Linked DNA regions of Rattus norvegicus: region 1 is linked to region 2. Evidence: chromatin contacts called from public Hi-C data. All regions are on one chromosome and are shown on one strand. The core of a region is the stretch at or near the end of the contact, and the rest is flanking DNA. Distances in the headings are between cores, read along the strand shown.

What was found. A called contact is a pair of places that touch in the nucleus more often than the background predicts.
Region 1: a Hi-C map of the Rat2 cell line shows a contact between it and region 2, with 7 times the contacts expected there. The contact joins two enhancer-like sites. A contact is called at or near these places in 2 of 12 Hi-C or Micro-C datasets (the Rat2 cell line and Schwann cells).

The regions. Positions count from the first base shown.
Region 1 is chr17:69,992,178-69,997,902 of GRCr8, forward strand. No RefSeq gene overlaps it. Among named protein-coding and RNA genes, the nearest start is that of Klf6, 540 kb to the left of the region's middle. Within about 2 kb of position 4,389, at least 16 of the 93 cell types and tissues checked have an H3K27ac peak or open chromatin away from gene starts, as enhancers often do. A contact at or near this core is called in Schwann cells, where this site is marked.
Region 2 is chr17:69,611,083-69,616,488 of GRCr8, forward strand. No RefSeq gene overlaps it. Among named protein-coding and RNA genes, the nearest start is that of Klf6, 160 kb to the left of the region's middle. Within about 2 kb of position 3,104, at least 29 of the 93 cell types and tissues checked have an H3K27ac peak or open chromatin away from gene starts, as enhancers often do. A contact at or near this core is called in Schwann cells, where this site is marked.

The DNA.
Region 1 (5,725 bases), core at 3,139-5,638, 380 kb after region 2:
TATACTTATAGACCTTTGCCGTATCCAGTTATCATCAGATAATACAATTTTTAAGACAGTTTAAATCTTCATAAAGTCTTACTTTGCATAAATGAAAATGTCCTTATTTTTCTTCATTTGTATTGTTTCTAACTGCAAAAGTGACTGGTATGCTTGGTTGTACTAGAGGCTGATGAAATCTATATAGGTAGTATGGTGATAAAATCCAACATTCAACAAAATATGGTATGGTCAGGGCTTTGCATCTTGGAATGTGTATGTTATGTCCCTCTAGGAAGTCCTTCTGTTAAGAAATTAGGAACTTTATTGATGGATGGAGGAGAAAATATCACTATAATCCATAGGGTATCTCTGTTTCTAGCTTATTGTAGTATAAAAATATGTGGGATTTGAATTCATGGAGAAACACAAATGTAAAACTCAGTTTGACTAAGATAGGCTAGTTCAGTGGTCTGAGAACACTCCAACCCTCAAAATGTCACAGAAGTTTGTTTTTGAGGATTTTAATTTAATGTTTATAACCCAATGCCTATGAACCAAACAAAAAAATTGGCTAAGATAAACAATGCTGCATCTGGGGAATGGAATCTTAGAGGGTCACTACAATTTAAATTAAATCTCTGTGAACTAGCACCAGTGCTGTCAATGAGTTAGTCAGGAAATTTTAAAAAAGTAGATTTTACAACAACATATTTTCTATGGTCAAATATGTGCAAAGCATGTTAACATCAATATACTTGTACTCACACACTGGAAACGTATTATGTCAATACCCAAAAATTACCAGTAGACAAGTCATCCAAACCAAAGGTAAACAAAGAGATGTTGGTGCTAACTGATTTTATAAACCCATGGACCTAACATTTCACTCAAACATGAAAGAACATACCTTCTTCTTAGCAGCTCATGGAACCCCCAAAATTGACCACATACTCGGACACAAGGCCACTCTCAACAGATACAAGAAAATTAAGGTAACACCCTATCATTTCAGACCACAGTGGATTAAAAAGCTGGATATCAGGATATCAGCACCCAAAAAAAAAATCACATTACACACATTCTTCAGTATATTTATTAATATTTGTGGATCTCAGGTATTTGCCATTATAATTACATTATAGGCAAAGGAGTCTCATAAAGTTTGAAGGGGAAATTGTGTGTTGTGCCTCTATTTGAACCAATTCTGCGAAAGTTAATTTTATATGCTTACCATGAATATACTTCAACTATTTTAAAATCATTTTGAAGATTAAACCCCCACTAATATTCTACATTCTTGTTTCATTACCAAATATCAGATATGCATTTTCCTTTCAGCTTTATGCAAATAGGCTAGAAAATGAATCCCGAGAGTAAGGACTCATTGCTCTGCAAATTGACAGAAAACGGCTATTATTGCCAATGTAAATTAAGTCTCATACTTTCATATTGTTTAGTGTTGTTCTCACAGGCAGTTTTACATCATGATTGCCAAATTAGCTCTTGTAAATTATGTTACCGATAATAAGATTAGATACTCATAAAAATATTACATTATCCCAAATATAAAAATTCAACTACAGATTCAAAAATTGGCTGAATTCTAATAGGAGAATTGAAAAAGTACAGCTTATTTGATTCTCTGAATTATCTGAAATAGTAGGTTTTCTTGAGAGATATTTTAATAGATTAATAGATAGATTAATAGAATCAATTTATGATTAAAACGCTTCGTTATGTATAATGTGCCTAGAGTCCCCATGTCTTAATTGAGAAAAGGATATTCACAGAGTCCTTAATAGTCACATATTTTCATAAAAAGTTTGCCTTTAATCCACAGCATTTTATATATTATGATATGAATATTATAAGAATATAAAATTAATTTTTATAGGAGACCTCAAACTATGGACAGTTTATAATATTCTAGATAAATTGGTTTGAGACAAATAGATAATCTTTCCCTTTGTGTAATTATATGGTGTATAAGGACACATGTACAGATAATAAAATGTTTCAGTCTAAATGGTCTTTAATTTGTAGCTCATTATTTGAAATTCCTTTGAAATGCATTTAGACAATGATTACTGAGTCCCGTGAAGACCTATTAAAATGTGATGGCCTTAATGATCAGATTTTAGCCAAGTCAGACCAGCTTTGTCATTTGTCTAGGAATATTTTGCACACACCACTCCTTATAACTTGTGACTATTATATTACCTTTTGCATTCCAACATAGACTATGACTATAAACAAAAATTTTCCATGCTTCAACAAAATGTATCTTATAGCTTGGTAAGATTCAGATTACAATTAATGTTTCATATTATTTTCAGTAGCTCCTACCACGAAATAACATGGGGATTTTTTTCCTTTAGTATTGAAGATATTATAGTAGAGTTTCTTAGTAGCTAAAGAATAAGTGACTTAATGATAATACATCATTTTCACATAAGAATTTAGAAAGGTATTCTTTAAAAAACTGTGTTTATTTGTTCTTAAACTAGTATCTTAGAATCCATACTTTGTGATTATTATTGTCTATGATGTTTTTGTCACTGTCCTTAAAATTATTAACATTTGGACTGAGGAGGTCAGTCAAAAGGTAAGAGAATTTGCTTGGCATGATCACCAGTGTCCAAGTCCTCAGAATCCTTATGAAAGCCATGGTTGTGCCTGTAACACCAGCACTGAGGAGTGGAGAGACATAGATACCAAAAACTCTCTTCTCCAACAGCCCAGTGAAAATAGTGAGCTTGACGTTTATGAAGAGATTATGCCTCACATCGTAAGAAAAAGAGCTATTTGGTAAGATGTCAGACTTCATGCTCTGGCTACTTCATGTTAATATACTGGTCCATGAAGCCACTCAGTCATATCATACCACACACACACACACACACCAGATTTATTAATTCAATCTTCAGCTTCCTATAAAATTGTTGGATGTCTTGCTTACAAATCATTACAGAATCATAAATTTTGCCACAAGATTCAAGAAAGGAGAGGATGGTCCATTATCATTTTAACATACTCATTTAGTCATGGTAAAACTTTCACACAGGTTGGTGAATGGGCAATTAGTTGTGCTTGATATGTGCATGTTAGGCCCATCCCCACCACCAATGCAAAGATACAAGTCTGTAACTCCACTCCTTAGAGAGTTCACTGGTCAAGCTAGCCTAGACCAGAGGATAAACTCCAGTTTCAGTAAGAAACTCTATTTCAAAAAGGGCAGCGTCTAATGAGAAAGGAAAGTAAGCAAAGGGTGCATGTGAGTGCACCGCCCAAATGTGCGCGCACGCGTGCGCGCACACACACACACACACACACACACACACACACACACACACACACACACACATGCATGCACATATACATACCCAATTCCTGAAGAACTCTGTACAATTATGTAAGTCATTGTCTTAGAGTTTTACTACTGTAAACAGGCACCATGACCAAGGCAAGTCTTACAAGGACAATATTTAATTGGGGCTGGTTTACAGGTTTGGAGGTTTAGTCCATTATCATCAAGACAGGAGCATGGCAGTGTCTAGGCAGGCACGGTGTAGGAGGAATTGAGAGTTCTACATCTTTATCTACAGGCCAGTAGGAGACGACTGACTCCCACATAGTCAGGAGAAGGGTTATAAAGTCCATGCCCAAAGTGACGTACCTCCTCCCACAAGGCCACACCTCCCAATAGTGCCCCCTGCCTCGGGCCAAGCATATTCAAACTACCACAGTCATTTTGCTGGAAGCAGATCTAAGTTACTGAGTCACATTTTAAAAATCAAAGCTCTGCAAACACACACACACACATGATAGTCTAAACATGTGTCTTCTTACAAGGTACATTTGGAGGCCAAAAACAGACTTTCATAATGGTAAGATCAGATATATTTTTTGGACCAAAATGTATTCTGAAAATTTTCTGTTGGTTATGAAAACAACCTGTTATAGAGAAGCAAAAACAGGAGGAACAACTGCCTTGATATTTTAAAGGTGAACTTACGATAGCCACAACCTGGAGCACGAGGACAAAAATGTCTTTAATTTGATCATTCTTTGCCTGCAAAATGCCACAGACATTATTATTTTCTTGAAAGCGCCGGAAACATGTCCTGATGCTTTAAAGCCTCTCATTCTTCTTAGTACACTGAGGTATTTCTAGTTCCTTCTTTCCTATTCCCAGCTTCACCCGTGTCATTAAAGTATACTGTCTGCTTTAGTCCGGGAGGCATTTATGGCCTCCACTGTCTTCTGAACTCTGGCAGAGATAATGCATCTGGGTTTCCTTAGTGATATTCTGAACACATTTTTGCTCTCTTCCACCCAGAGCACATACTTCTGGTGGAATTCCTGTTGTGTGGGAGGCCAGCTAAGCTGCATTCACACACTGGCACTCCCAGATGTGGTCTCCCTGGATTTGTTCCAGTCCCTCTGTCTCAGCAGCCAGACATGTGTTGCTGAAGTCTTTTCTTCAGCATCTGAGCTCGACAACCACAGGAGTCTTTGTGCTGTTTATTTATCTGATAGCTGTTGAGCCTCTGTCTCTCTCTGACTCGCTGTCTCTCTGTCTCTCTGTCTCTGTCTCTCTCTGTCTCTGTGTGTGTGTGTGTGTCTTTCCTTCTTTTATATGCTTGTGATTCCTTCTTTTCTATTAAAATTGTAAAACAGTTTGTTTCCACGGCAAAAAGTTAGACTTTTAATGGGAGCCAGGAGATGAGATACTGTGTTTGCCTGTTTGTTTTAACTACAGGAAGGTCACTACAACTGTGACTGCAAGCAGACACCTGCACCATCTGTTTTTGTCAACAAGCCTTTCAAAAGAACACAATATACAGTCATTTCCCACCAGGATGTGTTCTTCCAGACCTATGAAGAACTTTGGCTCACCTGAAACATGACTATTTTTTGAAAAAAATTTTTTTTTGCTATATTAAATGGTAGTAAGAATTGGGTGTTTGTGAGGAAAAAAGAAATCATGTCTGAAGTTAAAAGCTTGAATCCTACCCCCCTTTGTCTCTCTGTCTCTCTGTCTTCCTGTCTCCTCCCAAACCTTCCTCTCTCTTGGTCCTTTGGTGATGATTGGGGAAATGAGACGACAGAGTTGGAGAGCAGTCGCAGCCACCCAGCCTTCACTGTTCAGACTGATTTGAATACTTGAGGTAGATACAAGATGATTGACATATAATACTACCAATGGTGGTGTGTATACAATTGAGGGAAAGGCATCATTCATAGGAAGTGATCACAATTCTTTGTCAACTGATCCCCATCACTAGGGAAATACCCAGTGAGTGAAATTCGAGGGCCTTCAGAGTCCAGTCAGGCATCACAGCTCTCTATTTGCTGTTATTTATTCTGTGATGTACACAAAAGCCAAACAATGTATGCATCAGATATTTTTGTTCACATGTGAGAACAGACAGTGTCTTTATCATTTAAATAAGGGAAACTGAGACTACAGACAGCTCGGCAAGAAAAGGAAATATCCTATCTGGCCTCCTGAAAGTTCAATGATTTCATTAACACCTCCCCCCAACCCCCTGCGTCATAGTTATTTGTTTAAAACAGGAAACAGGCTTTTAATGTTAGGGATAGGATTGTGAGACCAGAAAACATCACAATGTGGATGAGGGCTGAGTGTGACAGAGAGTCATAGTCTCAATTCTTGACTTTCGCTTTCCATCCTAAGAACAATCTTAAACTTTGGCTTTTATCCAGAGGATCTCCCTGA
Region 2 (5,406 bases), core at 1,854-4,353:
ACAGAAAGAAAAAGTAACCAGCATTCCTGAAAGTTTAAGAAAGTAGGGCTGTGACTCTGTGGAAAGAATATGTGCGGTATTAATGTGAGATCTAATGTTTGGGTCACCAGGATCCATGTAAAAGCAGAGCATGGAAGCATACATCTGTAGTCCTGGAGCTTGGTGAGGAGAGAGAGGTAACAGAAGAGCCTGGGGGGTCATCTGAGCAAGTCATTTTAGCTAAAATGTCAAGCTCCATGTACGGTGTGAAGGCTGTAAGGTTGAGCATGATGAAAGAAGGTAGTGAACATTGATTGGCCTTTTCATGTGCACACATGAGCTAGAGCACCCTCACACAAATGTGAACGCACCACACACACACACACACACACACACACACACACACACACACACACAATGATCTCAGTACTCACATTGGTCTTGTAGAGAAGCAAGAGAGGAAGTAGGGGGAAGGGCTAGGAACCCAGTCAAGGCAAGAAACAACTGTTAGAAGGAAGAACAAGGGTTGTTGTGTAACACAGAGTCTAGATATATTGGGAAATAGAACCTGACACATTTACAAATGGGTTGGATAGGTAGTATAAAAGACATGGGGACTCATGACAAATTTTAGACTACAGATATTGTGTGAATTGTCTAGGAGTTGGTATAAAGAGGCTCATTTGACAGCTGAGATTTTGGAGGGTCACATGGACTTTGCAATCTGCTCAAAGTAATGTCTTGCAAATATAGAAGTACATGAACCCAGGCTTCTCAGATTCCCAAATCTAAGCTCTGTCTCGGTGGAACTTCTCTTCATTTTCAGGTTTGTCTCAATTCTTACATTGCAGAGAGCTTTCTCTTTCATTTCCCAAGACATGCTGTGTAACACTGAGGAACCACTAAGAAAAGTGCTAAACCATCCCTTTGTATCTTTGATCTTGGGCCAGCCAAATTCTCTGTGGTTCCTTGCTCTGGAGTTAGACACAGCGAATATAAATATAGGTACCAGAGTCAAGACACGTGCTTGCAGGCCCGTAGCTTAGGGGAACAAATCACAGACTGCATCCTGCAGGCTACTTCCAGATGCCATGCTCTAGCCTTTGATGTTCTACAGACCTTGCTTCGCTTTTGCTCAACTTTACATTCTTAGAGTTCAGCTTCAAATGGACACCCTCACCATATCAGCACTGAAGCAGGCAGAATTATTTGTGGTTTTAAAATGTTTAGTTGGGAAGCACACTGCCTTAGAAGTAGTCAAATTACTAGTGTTGTCTAATAATGATTTCCAAAAATTTCTTCATTAAGCAAATTGAGGACTATTTATGCATTTGTCTGTCTTTCAGTTTGTCTGCCTATTATCTATCATCTACTTGCCTATCAAACATCTATTATCTACCCTCTCTTTACTCTCTACCAGTCACCTATCTACCAAGCATTTATTCTCTATCTTTTATTATATATCTATTTATCATCATTGTTTCTCATCTATTTACCAATCATTTTATTATGTACCAATCATCTGTCAACTATTATCTACTGATTAATCAATAGATCTATCCTCACATCTATCAACATATATTGATAAATTGATCTATCATTTATCAGTTTTTACTCATCATCAATCAGTGCATTCATATTTATATGTTCATATTGATTTGTATGAAAATGATATAACAAAAGAGCATTTTAAAACAACGTATTTATTTATGATTGGTGTAAGTTTCCTTTTAGTCTCTAACCACTTCTCCAAAGTCTGCCAAAATTAAAAGCCAAGAGGCAAAGAACATAGCTTGGTTGGTAGAGTACTTGCCTAGCATGCATACAGTCCTGAGTTCAAACCCTAGGACTCTAGAAAGCCAAGCATTGTGGCACAGACCTGATTCTAGTAGTTGGAAGAATCAGACATTCAAGGTGATCCTAGACTATCAAGTTCAAAGGGCCATGTAAGACCCCTTTAAAATAATAAAAACAAATCACACAAAACCAACAAAAACCTTAAACAAAGCCAAATCAAGGACCCCTCTCTTAGTGTGCAGACACTTGCAATTTCATAGCATCAGTGTGTGACTAAGGATGTTATATCCTAGCTTCTCATGTTGACTATTCCTTTGACAGATGCCTGCTGAAGCTCTGGAAAATATCAGGCAGAGTGCTAGGAATTGAGAATCAAAAAAAAAAAAAATCTATTCAGGTTCTTGAAGAAGCCACATGATTAGTCAGTTGAGGTAAAATATATGTCTTTCAAATATAATAAGAACTAATTGCCAGTTCTGAGAATACTGAAGGCTGCCTAGGCCACTTTCCAAGAAGCCTGTTATCTGATGAGCATGTTTCTTCTCTGGTCTCTGGTGTCCAGACCACATTCTCTAGGGCTTTTTCTTCACAGACAGTAACAGTCTCCAAGGGATTATCCTGTGTGTATATTTGTGCTTTTCAGTGTCGGCAAAGGCACTCTGTGGCTCTGTGATGTAAACATTTATCTGCAGACCATGTGATTTGCTATCCTCAGAGCCACAACATCGTCATGGCAACAGTTTTGATAGTAGGGTAAATAGACTGATTTATAGACTCTGTCTGAAGTAGCGCACACCAGGAACATGTATCATATTCTAGACCCAGTTGTAGATGAAGTTGACCTAGGTAGTTCCAGGGAGCCAAACATTTGAAACGAGTCCCTGAAAAGCTCGAATCGGCATTGGAGTATACTGATTAGATGCCTTGGATTATGTCTACGGTCTTTCAATCAGGTTAATTTTCTCATCGACTGGCACAATTCTATTTCTCTGCCTGGTGTGGCTAAGATGTAGAAGGGAGGGTTTGGGGATTTAGCTCAGTGGTAGAGCGCTTGCCTAGCAAGCACAAGGCCCTGGGTTCGGTCCCCAGCTCTGAAAAAAAAGAAAAAAAAATGTAGAAGGTAGCATACATTTTTGGCCACCAGATGTAACTGCCCCTGACTTGAGCAGTTAACAATAGCTCAAACCTCCTTTGAAAAGAGCAAACAAAACAAGCTTAGGAAAACCCTTTCTTGCCTGAAGAGCACGTGTTCCAGAACGCGAGCTGTGGCAGACAAGCTACATTCTTCTGCAGTTGACATTCTTTCCCCACTGACTTATTTTTACTTTCTGTTTGAGTTGGCTTGCTTTTAATTTTTCCCTAAACTGGTCTCTCAGTGCTTCCTCCCTGGTAGGGTTTCCAGAGTGAAAGTCCTTTCTGCCCACTCTTCCGTAGAACTCAATGCGGACTCTTGTCCAGAGTCACTTGACGTCAAGGCTGACTTTTAAGTTTGCCAGAAAGACGTTCTTTAGGGAACAGTTGACACCATCACTTTCTCTCTTTAGAATACAGCCACAGGCTGCCGATGTTTACAGTTTACAAACTGCGTTTCTAAACAATTTAATAAGAGGGGAGACAAGGGGAGGCTTTGAACACTGACAACTATTTTAAAAGACCTATAACATCAACATGTGTTAATTCATGACTCGCTCCCCCTCCTTCTCTCCTCGAGTTTTAAAATGCTTTAAACACCATTGTTTTCAGAACACATCATTTGTTCCTATCCTCCCGAGATCATTCTATATTCTTTTCTTTGAGTGCTTGATTGAGGTGCCTTCTAGATCTTAATAAAAATCTACTGGAAAGCTTGCATTTTGCTTATTTATAATCTTGAGTCTGTAGAAATTTCTAAATGTTTGTAGTCATTTAACAATAACTTTCTTGGCTCTGCTCTCTGATATAAAAAATGATTCTTGAAACATTCTCTCTTGCCTTTCTATTTAATCCATCCCATGCCACCTTCCCCCCCCCCTTCATTTTTTTTAACAGCCTGTCACTGCGTATTTGTTTACCAAATGTTACTTTTCTTGGATCAAATCTATTTTTGAGGCATGCAAAAGCCAGCAACTGTTTGATGCTGTCAGGCCTCGGTCTTATTTATGCATGAATAACATAAATAGCTGGAAAATGACCCTAGCCTGTTTTTCTCAGATTCAGAAAGAAAAAAGTGCTTCCGGGCAATGTTTATGCCAAACTCCTCCTGCCCAACTTCCCAGGTTTGGTGCCAACTGGTGTTTGCAGCCAAGTTGTAAACCTTTGGTAAACATGACCCGTAAGGAAAAGGCCAAGACAACCTGAGCTGGGGCACCAGGGGATGGGAGTAAGTTTACTCTACGAACAAAATTCTAACAGGAACAGAAGGGGAAAATCAGCCAACTATGAAGTGCTCTCTCCACCCTCTGTAACATGGAGGAAACACAAATGATGGGTTTGACTGCTAACATCCCATTAACCCCACTTAGGCATCTTATTGGTTTCCTTTGCACTGCTTCAGAGAAGCCCAGTGCTAAATTTAAAGGACCAGCTTTTGTGTGGCCCAGTGGTTTGTTGTTTGTTTGTTTGTTTTTGTTTCTGAATGGAAACTCTAAGGAGGAGAGGAGAGAAGAGCCTTCACATTTCAGATCCCATGGTCTGGGTATAAGTACTGGCCAGAGAGCTTATGAAAGAATCAATAGGCTCTCTTAAAATAAATTCAAAGATACCCATCCATGCCTACATTTTCTTTGAGTATGCTGTGCTCTGCTGCATGTTGTTTATAAATCCCAAAGGAGAATATTTCTTTATTATTATTATTATTAGCTATTATCATTACTATTCTCTCATATATTTCATCCTGATTCAAGTTTCCCCTCCCTCCTCTCCTTCCAATCTTCCTTTCCTTCCCCTCTTTCAGATCTACTTCTCCATTTCCCTTTAGAAGAGGGCACCCCTCCCAGGAATTTCAACCAAAATGATGACATATTCAGTTGCTATAAGGTGAGGCACCATTTTCCTTGTTAGGATTCTATTTATTCTCTGTGTGTGTGTGTGTGTGTGTGTGTGTGTGTGTGTGTGTACACATGTGTGTGTGTGTAGTGTGTGGTGTGTATGTGTATATATGTGTGTATGTGTGTCTGTGTGTACATGTGTTTATGGGTGAGAGTGCCATGTGTATGTGTGTGTATATATATATATATATATGTGTGTGTGTGTGTGTGTGTGTGTGTGTACACATGTGTGTGTGTGTGTAGTGTGTGGTGTGTATGTGTATATATGTGTGTATGTGTGTGTGGTATGTGTGTCTGTGTGTACATGTGTTTATGGGTGAGAGTGCCATGTGTATGTGTGTATATATATATGTATATATATATATATATATATATAGGTGTGTGTGTGCGTGTGTGTGTGTGTGTGTGTGTGTGTGTGTGCGTGTGTGTTTGGATGTTTGCACACATTTGTGCCAGTACATTTGCCCATGTAAGCATGTGGAGATTAGGTGTGTAGAAGGCTGTGTTCCCTCATCATGTTCCCCTTACTCTTTGGAGACAGATCTTTCACTGGACCTGGAAGCAGACGTTCCTAGTGCAGCAGCCACTGTGCTTGAGTTTTTAT